Regions from separate parts of the Mus musculus genome. Here region 1 is linked to region 2. Evidence: chromatin contacts called from public HiChIP or PLAC-seq data. All regions are on one chromosome and are shown on one strand. The core of a region is the stretch at or near the end of the contact, and the rest is flanking DNA. Distances in the headings are between cores, read along the strand shown. Region 1 overlaps Celsr1 (cadherin, EGF LAG seven-pass G-type receptor 1). Region 2 overlaps Celsr1 (cadherin, EGF LAG seven-pass G-type receptor 1).

What was found. HiChIP or PLAC-seq counts read pairs in DNA pulled down with a chosen protein or histone mark.
Region 1: an H3K27ac HiChIP or PLAC-seq map of trophoblast stem cells shows a contact between it and region 2, with 4 times the contacts expected there. The contact joins two enhancer-like sites. A contact is called at or near these places in 4 of 15 datasets of contacts at CTCF or cohesin (the NIH/3T3 cell line, embryonic stem cells and large pre-B cells), 6 of 484 Hi-C or Micro-C datasets (the HL-1 cell line, bone marrow-derived macrophages, brain and 3 more), 10 of 115 datasets of contacts at active chromatin or transcription factors (the 230-238 cell line, bone marrow-derived dendritic cells, bone marrow-derived macrophages and 5 more) and 3 of 9 other capture datasets (adipose tissue, embryonic stem cells and liver).

What each region holds. Positions count from the first base shown.
Region 1 is chr15:86,004,531-86,009,536 of GRCm38.p6, reverse strand. The region is part of intron 1 of Celsr1 (cadherin, EGF LAG seven-pass G-type receptor 1); the gene reads left to right. Among named protein-coding and RNA genes, the nearest start is that of Celsr1, 27 kb to the left of the region's middle. Within about 2 kb of position 3,661, at least 80 of the 459 cell types and tissues checked have an H3K27ac peak or open chromatin away from gene starts, as enhancers often do. A contact at or near this core is called in trophoblast stem cells, where this site is marked.
Region 2 is chr15:85,917,121-85,922,118 of GRCm38.p6, reverse strand. Celsr1 (cadherin, EGF LAG seven-pass G-type receptor 1) reads left to right here. Exons shown (of 35, transcript NM_009886.2): 22 at 804-971; 23 at 3,084-3,210. Among named protein-coding and RNA genes, the nearest start is that of Trmu, 40 kb to the right of the region's middle. Within about 2 kb of position 2,633, at least 14 of the 459 cell types and tissues checked have an H3K27ac peak or open chromatin away from gene starts, as enhancers often do. A contact at or near this core is called in trophoblast stem cells, where this site is marked.

The DNA of each region.
Region 1 (5,006 bases), core at 2,412-4,911, 86 kb before region 2:
GAGACAGGGTTTCTCTGTGTAGCCCTGGCTGTCCTGGAACTCACTCTGTAGACCAGGCTGGCCTTGAACTCAGAAATCCGCCTGTCTCTGCCTCCCGAGTGCTGGGATTAAAGGCGTGTGCCACCACGCCCGGCTATGAAGGTGATCTTTTTAAGTGTCTTAGGGAACCATGACATATATGGCTAAATATAATAATGCAATGCTTCAAAGGGGAAAATTTTTTATTCCCTTTTCTCAAGAGCTAAAAATGTAAGGTTCATCTTTTTTTAATTTTTAATTTTTCTTTTTATTTATTCTTTCATACAGTACATTCCAATCACACCCCTCTTCCCTCCACCCCTCCCAGTCCCTCTCCCTACCTCCCTTTCCTCTCAAATCCACACCTTCTCTGTTTTCTTCAGAAAAGAGCAGGCCTCCCAGAGATAGCACCAGAACATGGCATAACAAGATGCAACAAGACTAGGCACAGCCCTCATATCAAGGCTAGATGAGGAGATCAGCAGAACAGGTAATAGAGTCAGACACCCCCACTCTCCCTTTTATGAGTCCCACAAAAACCCCAAGCTAATCAACAATTGCATATATACAGAGGACCTAGCATGGACTCATGCAGGCTCCGTGATTGCTGCTTCAGTCTCCATCAGGCTCTAAGAGCTCTGCCCAGTAGATTTTGTGGACCATGTTCTCTTAGAGTCTTCTTTATCCCTGATCCTTTATCTATTCCTACAATAGGGACAAGGGAGCTACTCCTTTAGGGCCAGTCGAGGATGAAATGCTTGTGACTAAACTGGATGCTACCTTTTTTTTGTTTTTGTTTTTTTTAGATTTACTTATTTTTATGTGTATAAGTGTTTTTGTTTTGTTTGTTTTTGTTTTTGTTTTCTTCGAGACAGGGTTTCTCTGTATAGCCCTGGCTGTCCTGAAACTCACTCTGTAGAGCAGGCTGGCCTCGAACTCAGAAATCTGTCTGCCTCTGCCTCCCAAGTGCTGGGATTAGAGGTGTGCGCCACCACTGCTCAACTTATGTGTATGAGTGTTTTGTCTGCATGTACAAATGTGTGTGCCTGGTACCCACAGAGGTCAAAAGAAGGAGTTGGATCCTCTGAAACCAGCCTTATAGATGGTTATGAACCACTGTGTGGGTGTTGGGATCAGAACCTGGGTCCTCTGGAAAAGCAGCCAGTTCTCTTAACCATTGAGCCATCTCTCTAGCTCCTGTTTCCTTATTTTAAGCATCAGGCTCAGCCTCTGGCCACTGACTTCTTGTGGGTTCTCATGGTTCCTTGGGCTGGGGTTAATTTGATTGTTTCCTTTGGGCCTCAGTAGCCTGCAGTAGTCTTGAGGACAAACCCATAAGGGATGGAGGTAGATGAGACTTAGGCTCATCTCTTGCCCACACTGACTTTGCTGAGGAAGCAGAAGCCAGGGATGGAGAGAGGGCTCCGTTGTTTGGAGCTCTTACAGGCCTTGAGCTTGCTTCCCAGTTCCCTAGGCTACAGGCTCACACCCACCTAGAACTCCAGCTCCAGGGGGATCCCACACATCCACAGGCACCTGCTGCATCTAACTCCCCGTGCACATAATTAAAACGACAAGTCTAAGTAAAATGAAAGACAAACACAAGCGCACTCAGTCGCACCTCCCATCCTGCATGGCTTCTGCCAAGAAAGTGAAAGCAGGAAGCAACCAGCTCTCTGGGCCGTAGCACAGACAGTGAAAGTGTAGCAGGGTAACTTGACACCCCTGACAGGTTGGATTCCTGAGTGCTGGCTGTTCCCAGGGAGTCAGGCTCATAGCCTGCCAGCTCTTAGATCCCATTCCCTCAGTATGGTATTGCTATGGTGAGACCCTCTACCCATAATGACAGAGGCCCTGGAGCTGATGGGACAGAACTGAAGGTAGATAAGAAAGTGAGTCTTCCAGGGATAGACTTCGAGATGCTAACAGAGTACAGTAGGACTCAAGTCCCCAGGAGGACCCACTCCTCAGGTGTAGCCACTTATCCCCAATGAAGCTGAGATCACTTATCTAAAGTGTTTCTAATTTCAGAATATTCCAGATTCAGGAGTAGTTGCGAAGTCTTACTTGGTTGAACATCTCTGATCTCTCAGCCTCTAAAAATTCAAACTGCTTCAAAATCTAAAACGTTGGGAGTCCCAGCACTACATTCAAATGCTTGGGTTTTGGAACATTCTGGACTTTGGATGTTTGGATGAGGAATGTCCAACCTATATACTGCCTCTTTGGGAGTGTGCATTCTTTAAAAGGTGACACTTGTTTGTAACTTAAAGTTAGTGGAGCAAAAGTCAGAGGGGCTGGGGATCATAAAGCTGTGACGAGGGTCTGTCATTCATCTGGGACCCTCTGGTTGATAATGGGATAGTAGGAAAGAAGTCCTCCATGATTCTCGTCTGAGGTGCTCAAATGTCAGAAGTGATGTGATTTAAAAACACACTTGGGGCCTGAGAGATGGCTTAGCAGATAAGAATAGTGGCTGTTCTTGGAGAAGACCTAGGCTCTATTCCAAGAACCTACCTGGTAGCACTGATAGATATTCAGGCAAAAGCTCCCATCCATGTAAAATAAAAATACATTAAAAACCAAAAAAAAAAAAACCAAAACAAAAACAAAAAATAAACAAACAAACAAAAAACCAGCCAGGCAGTGGTGGTGCACACCTTTAATCCCAACACTTGGGAGGCAGAGGCAGGTGGATCTCCTATGAGTTCAGAGCTAGCCTAGTCTACATAGTGAGTTCTAGGCCAGTCAGGGCTATATTAGACCCCCCCTTCTAAACAAACAAACAAACCAATAAATCAAAAAACAGTTTTAGGCCAGCCATTTTATCAGCAGGTAAGGACACTATCCTTAGTTTGATCCTTGGGATCTACATGGTGGAAGGAGAGAACTGACTCGCAAGTTCTCTTCTGACCTCCACATATATGCAGTAGCACACACGCACACACTAAGTAGATAAATAAACAAGTAAGTAAATGATAAATAAACAAGTAAATAAATGGATTAAATAAATACATAAATAAATAAATGTACATAATGGAAACTAATATTTTGGTGTTACTATTGGAAGATCTTAAACACAGTGACTGTAGCTATGTGTCATGTAGACAAACTGGCCCATTTCCAGCGCCTGCTGGCCAGCATCGTTTGGTGCTCACAGGCCAGGTCCATCTATATATAGAATGTGAGGTTGTGTGTGCAGTAGGTACGGTTTAGGTAAAAGGCCAGTGCTGGCTGCCAGGCTGATTTCTACTTGTAGAGAGACAGGGTTGCGGAGACATGGTGACTTTCATTGGAGACATGGTGACTTTCATTGTGAGCTGCTGCTGACAGGGAGACCAGATAGCTGTTACAAAGTACACTTGCAAAAAAATGGCCTCTGACAGAGGCCTGCTGAGACATTGTTGTAAATTCTCTAGAAGATCAAAAAACACAGGTGTGGGCCAGCACTGGCCTGTGTTCCTTTGTGACAAGTTATGGGTGTCATTTACGCCCCCTTTAGAAGTTTCTGAAGCCCCTGTCATTTTGCTACTGGCCTTTGTGCTGGCTCCCATTCAGGACTCCGGTCATCTGAATAAGCACAGAAGCTCTGTCATTGTCCCTGGGGTTACCCATCAACCATTTATCGCCAGCACCGGGCTGCCTGTTTCCATGGTTACCGCCACTGTTGTTAATGGAATCTGAGGCTTGGGGGCAGGGGGCCGTCAGCAGCTCCTTGTGAAAGGTCATCTACTGCATCTATACCAGGCTTTGCTGGGTCCCTGGCCTGGGAGCCCAGCTTTTAAGAGACCACTGGGTTGGGAAGGCACTGTGTGGGCTACGAGGTTAGGTCACTGTGCTTTGGCTCTGATTTGGGGGGAGATAGGTGTTTAGAGACAGAGGGAGGCCACAGCTTGACCATAATCATGCCAGAGGCTGGTAGGTTTGGAAGAGAAGAGGAGCCATGGTTTTGGGGAGTGTTTTTTGCTTGTTTGTTTGTTTGTTTGTTTTTAGGAAGGATTTTTTTTTTTTAAAGGCAGTAGGGAGGTTTTAAGCCTTGGATGTCTGAAGGATCCAGAGGAAGCTGGCTGAGCCCAGCTGCCAGCAAGGCACCTGATGCTTGCAGTCTTACAGTCAAAGGATGCTGGGAATGACCCAAAGTTGGTGGGAATGGGGGTGAGGGTGGAGATGGGAGCTGTCTTGACATGTCATAGCTGCAGTCAGCACCGGCTACCTGGCTCAGGGTGGAAGTCAATGGAGGTTTAGGCTGTGTTCTTTCTACCTCAGGTATTTCTTTGTATTATAACAAAGTAACTTTCCTTGGGAGGAAGGCCTCTGCTTACCTAAGCCACAGTTGTTTTGTTTTGTTTGTTTGTTTGTTTGTTTGTTTGTTTCGAGACAGGGTTTCTCTGTATAGCTCCGGCTGTCCTGGAACTCACTTTGTAGACCAGGCTGGCCTCGAACTCAGAAATCTGCCTGCCTCTGCCTCCCAAGTGCTGGAATTAAAGGAGTACGCCACCACCGTCCGGCTTTTTTTTTTTTTTTTTTTTTGAGGATGCATGTGTAGACTTTCACTTGGTGCTCTGTGGGCACATCGTGTTTAGATTTGAATCAAATCACCTAATTGTCTTCTGAAAACGCTTCGCTAACTGCCATTCTCCTTGCGGTTAGTTAAGCGTATCCATATAACCTCCCCAGCATGTCAGTTGGTGAACGGCACTTCCCCACGTGTCTCTGCATGCCTCAGGTGGGGCTGCTTTTCAGCCCTGTTTCCTCTGAGGTTAGCTGACTCCAACCTTGCTTTTCTTTGACCACTTGGGTTTGGGGGTTAACTACTGAACTGGAGGTTGTCACCCTCTCCAGCGTCCCTCTGTTGTTCTTAAGGTCTCTTGGCACCATGCCGACTCCTTCCCTTATGAGTTAACTTAAGAGCATGGATGGAGAGTGACAATCCAGGTGCTGTAAATTCTGTGGAAAGCCTTACCCCCCCCCCCCCCACCTCCCAATCT
Region 2 (4,998 bases), core at 1,384-3,883:
GTCCTGGGTTCAAGGACCTTGAGGGGACCCATTCCCTCAGCACCATGAGGCCTCCACAAATCAAAGTCCCGATGACTCACAGTAACATCATGTCATAACTCTGGCCTGCAGTGACTGCCAATGGGAGGTTCTGGGTCTGCCATGGTGCTGTGCCCTGGACGGTCATTCCCTTTGTCTTGGTTCACGCTCCCATTTATGCCCACGTGTTCCCCTTGTTAGCACCACCTCATGCCTCCATGGGCTCCATTCTGTCCTCCACGCCACACCCAGGGGCTGTAATGGATGATAACCTGTAGGGGTATCTGTGCTCTGTTGGCCCAATCCCATGGGCCACCCAGCCAGTGTGCTGAGCAGTCTCTATTGCTCCTGAACAGAAGGCTGTCATAGGCCATGCCTCTCAGCTACTATATATAGCCTCTGGGTGCTTTCTTGTTGCCCACCCTTGTCTTTCAAAGCATAGAGATGGATGACTGGGTTCCAGGCTCTGGTCACTTAATCAATTCCATATGTGGCCACGTCACTGTTCCCAGAGTCAGTGCTGTGTAGTGGCTCTGACGTCCTTGCAGAGACACACTTGCTCCTTAAAGTTTCCAAAGCCCTCTTCCCCTGGAGGTGGCAATCTCCCTGCACTGAGAATACCAGCATTGCAGCCCAGACCCGCCCCCCTGAGGGCAGTTCGGTGATCTGTGTCCGTGGCCTGTGTCTCGGTTGCTCCTTTGACTGTGTCTTCATAGTGTCTGGACTCAGGCTCTCGTGGACCGTGAATTGATTGTGTTTATTCTGTGATCTTCCCTCTCTGACAGACTGCCTAACCGGCCTGTCATCAACACCCCCGTGGTGAGTGCTATGGTGTACAGTGAGGGAACCCCACTCCCCAGCTCTCTGCAGAGGCCTATCCTGGTGGAGTTCTCCCTGTTGGAGACGGAGGAACGAAGCAAACCTGTCTGTGTATTCTGGAACCACTCCCTCGAGTAAGTGGGACCCCAAAAGCCTATAAGCCACCTCTTCGGTGGGAGCCCTCTGCGTGTGGGGAAGGGCCTTGTCGAGATGAGAAGGCTCAGCTGGCAGAAGGAAGGCTACGTTATGTGGTCTCTTAGAACATTTCCAGGCTTAGCAAGACGGGAGGTTTCTTCCCTTTTGCGTCTAGGAATGTCAGTGTGTGCACGTACACACACACACACACACACACACACACAGCCAAGTGCACATTGAGGAATTCTCCACATCCTCGTGGGAAAACCTAAACCTACCCTCATACACCATGGAAACACACACAAAGGTGTGTGCACACCTAATATAGATGTGATCTATGTGCAAAGATACTTTAGAGTCACACATACATATGCAGGACCACGTAGGGCAAGTACACAGGTGCACACAAAATATCCAGAAGCAGCCAGGCACACACAAGGCTTCCTGAGAAGGCCACAGCCGAGATGGGCTGCTCACCTATAGAGCACCTGCCATATGGTAGTTAACACGAGCACCCATTACTCTGCCGGGCAAAGCCACTTGCAGGATAATGGGACTCAGAGGTGAGCCCACGCAGAGAAAAGTAGCAGTGTTGGTCCCAGGCGACTGTCCCTCTGCAGCAGGGTTGGTTTGGCCTGTTCCTGGAGACATCAGACACACTCCAAAAATGACCCGATTCATGATGTGTGTAACCTGCAATCAAGGAAGGGAGGTGGTTAATTTTTAAAAAGATGCTATTTCCTATGTCTGTGTGGCACTGGATGCCAAGGCTAGTGGCCTGTCCGTGGCTAAAGCCAGTAGCCATTTGTCTTTTTAGCTGTAGGAGTCCTGGGAGGGGCTGGGCCTTCACTTCCTTGCCCTCTCTTTGGTCTCATTTGGGATGCTCTTGCATAGACATGGGTGGAATGAGGACGTGTCTGGCATGTGCTCTAAGATGAAAACCGTCACTGCCTTTCTTTGTGAGGAGCCTGGGATTCGGGGGGTCAGAGCCCAGGCACTCTCTGCATGCCTAAAGCTGGGCCTAAATGTGTGTGTCTGTAAGCTCCCACCACAAGGACAGTCCCCACGACGTGGTTCCCCAGGATTGAAAGGAGAGCTACCCCACGGGTCTGTGCTGAGTGTCCGGCACATGCTTGGGCAAGAGCATTCATTCATCTTCTTTTGTCTCTGTACTTTCCAAACGCCAGTTTATAAGGGAAGCTCATTGACTCTGGGGGATAATAGATCTTGGGCTCACAAAGGGGAAAGTGAAGGGAAGCGTTGGTATCTGGCATGTGGGCCCCCATGGCTGCCAGGCATGGCTGTGTGTCCCTGGCTATTTGTTTGAATCATGGCAATTAGCAGTGGCTCTAGTGATCTGCCCTCCTGCTTTGTGGTGCTGCCATTATCCCCAGAACTGAGCCCTCCTGGCAAGTGTGTCAACCGTCACACCCCATTTTACAGATGAGTAAACTGAGGATCAGAGGGATTACAGGACTTTCCCAGAGCCGAAGAGGGGCAGGGCCCTCTTCACAACTTGTTATTTGGGGCTTTCCGTCAGTTGAAACGGGAGCAGTAATTGGACCATGGCTTCCAGGCAGCTCCTATAAAGCATTGTGCAACAGTGAACTTGAAAGCTGACAATGGAGAGATGTTTATTGCTGAGGCCATTGTGGCTCCTTGAATGGATGGTGAACAAAGTAGCTGTCTCAGCCTTGGCTGCTGCCTCTGGCCACAGGGCCTGCCCCTGTTGGGAGTTTTCTGTGTCTGGCACCTAACCTTTGAACTTCAGAGGCGCTCCTGAGAGCCTGCACCAGCTCTGAAAGGAACAGGAAAGCTTTTAACCTGCTGCCAAGTGGCTTTGGGGGCTGTGTCCTTGGCGACAGTGACCATGGCCCTCAATTTCCGTATGGTGAAGGTGGTGAAGGGTTTGGGCTGGGAGCTGACAGCAAGGCTGTGAGACCAGGCCCCCCCTGTGGGCGGCTGTTCTTTGCCCTTAACCATTCCTTTGCAACTAGATCCATTGGTGTCATCACAGCCTCAGCGACCCCGGGGACTCGGGTGAAAGCAGCCTCCAGACTATCTCAGTGGTGAAGGGACCAGGCTCACCCCCTTCTTCCTCTTCTCCACAGCACTGGTGGGACTGGAGGGTGGTCAGCCAAGGGCTGTGAACTTCTGTCGAGGAACCGGACCCACGTCACTTGCCAGTGCAGCCATTCGGCCAGCTGCGCGGTGCTCATGGACATTTCCAGACGTGAGGTGGGCATTTTACCAGCCCCCCCCCAGCCCCCTGGCAAGCCTGAGAACCAATCCCTGTTGCAACTGGAAGCCTAGACCCCCCAACCCACCCTCCCAAGGCCCCCATTTTCCTTGTATGTTGAGCAAACCAAATGTGCCCATTGAAAGCTGTTTTAGCAACTGTTTGAAGAGGCCTATGAGAAGACCTTGAAGGAGCTTTAAAGGCCAGCGAAATGGCTCAGTGGGTAAAGGTGCCTATTGACTTGAGTCCCACTCCTAGGAGAGAGAGCCAACTCCTGCGAATTGTCCTCTGACCACCACACATGCGCTGTGTCATGCATTCTCGCACATGCACACATACACAAACATACATACATAAATGTAATTTTTTGAAAGGGGAGGTTAGAGCTGGACATGGCCTGTAATCCCAGCACCTGGGAGGCTAAGTGGAAGGATTGCTGCAAGTTCAAGGTCAGCCAGAGCCACAGAGTGAGACCCTGTGTAAACAAACGTGTAAACAAAACTTTTCAGAGAGCCCAGGTTATGAAGCTGTTAGTAAAAGTGTTAGTATCTCAGGGATGCTTTTGCTGTGATGAAACACCATAGGCAGAAAGAGCTTAGAGGGGAAAGGGTTTATTTTGGCTTATAGTTCCACATCATAGTCCATCATTATTGGGAGTCAGGACAGGAACTCAAGCAGGGCAGGAACCTGGAGGCAGGAGTTTATGTAGAAGCCACGAAGAGGGTGCTGCTTCCTGGCTTGTTCCCCAAGGCTTGCTCAGACTGCTTTCTTACAGAACCCAGGATCACCAGCCCCCAGGGGTAGTACCACCCACCATAGGCTGGGCCCTTACACATAAATTATTAATCAAGAAAACTCTCCCACGGGCTCTCCTATAGGACATTTATTGAATTAAGATGTTCTCTTCCCAGGTCTGTCTAGGTTTGAATCCACTTGTCAAAAACCAACCAACACAAATGGTAAAACCTAACCCCAGGCTCAGAAGTTTCTAGATGTTACCTCCTCTCAGGGCAGGGTCCCCCAGCCATGCTAGATCGCGCTACTTCTGTACCCAGTTTGAATATGAAGGTCTCTCAGGCCACACACTGCCCCCAAGGACAAAGGTGTGAGGAGAGGAAGCCAGTGCCAGGGTGGTGATATCTTTGATACCTCAAGCAGCTTGAGAATGTAAGCCAGTTGCTGTGGTGTGACTGATGCCTGGGGTAGTAGTAGGCTCTGAGCAGCCACAGTGCACAGCTCTCTGTCACTGCCTCCTGGAAGGTGCTGTATAGCCAGTACCCGAATGCCCAGGACTCTGGGTCACACTAAGTGTAAGCTCAGAGACTCAGAATGGTCAATCTCAGTCTGAAGACACATTAATCACCCTTGGTCACAGGAGTCTATAAGCTGAGGGTAAGAAGGAAATGCCAGCTACGGGCAGGATTCTGCTACCCCAAAATGACTCTTCAGGCTCCAGGTTAGCAGAGCTGCGGTTTCAGCCAGGCCACCGAGGGAGCTCAGGTCCTGCCAGCTTCATTCCTTATCCATGCCAACCCCACACCTGCTCTCCTCATAGCTTCTGTCTGAGGACCATGTAAGATAATGCAGCCATGGACGAGCCCCTACCCTGCATTAACTCAGCATGGAGGTGCTGTGTCACAAGTTATCCAGGTCTCCTTGTAGGGAGCCTGCTGTGACTACTGGCTGAGTGGGGGCGGGGGTTTGTATTAAATGAGTCCCTTTGGCTGATCTCTGCGCAGGATTTGCAACATCTGTCTCAGTCGTCCTTGATAGCAGGACCTATGTAG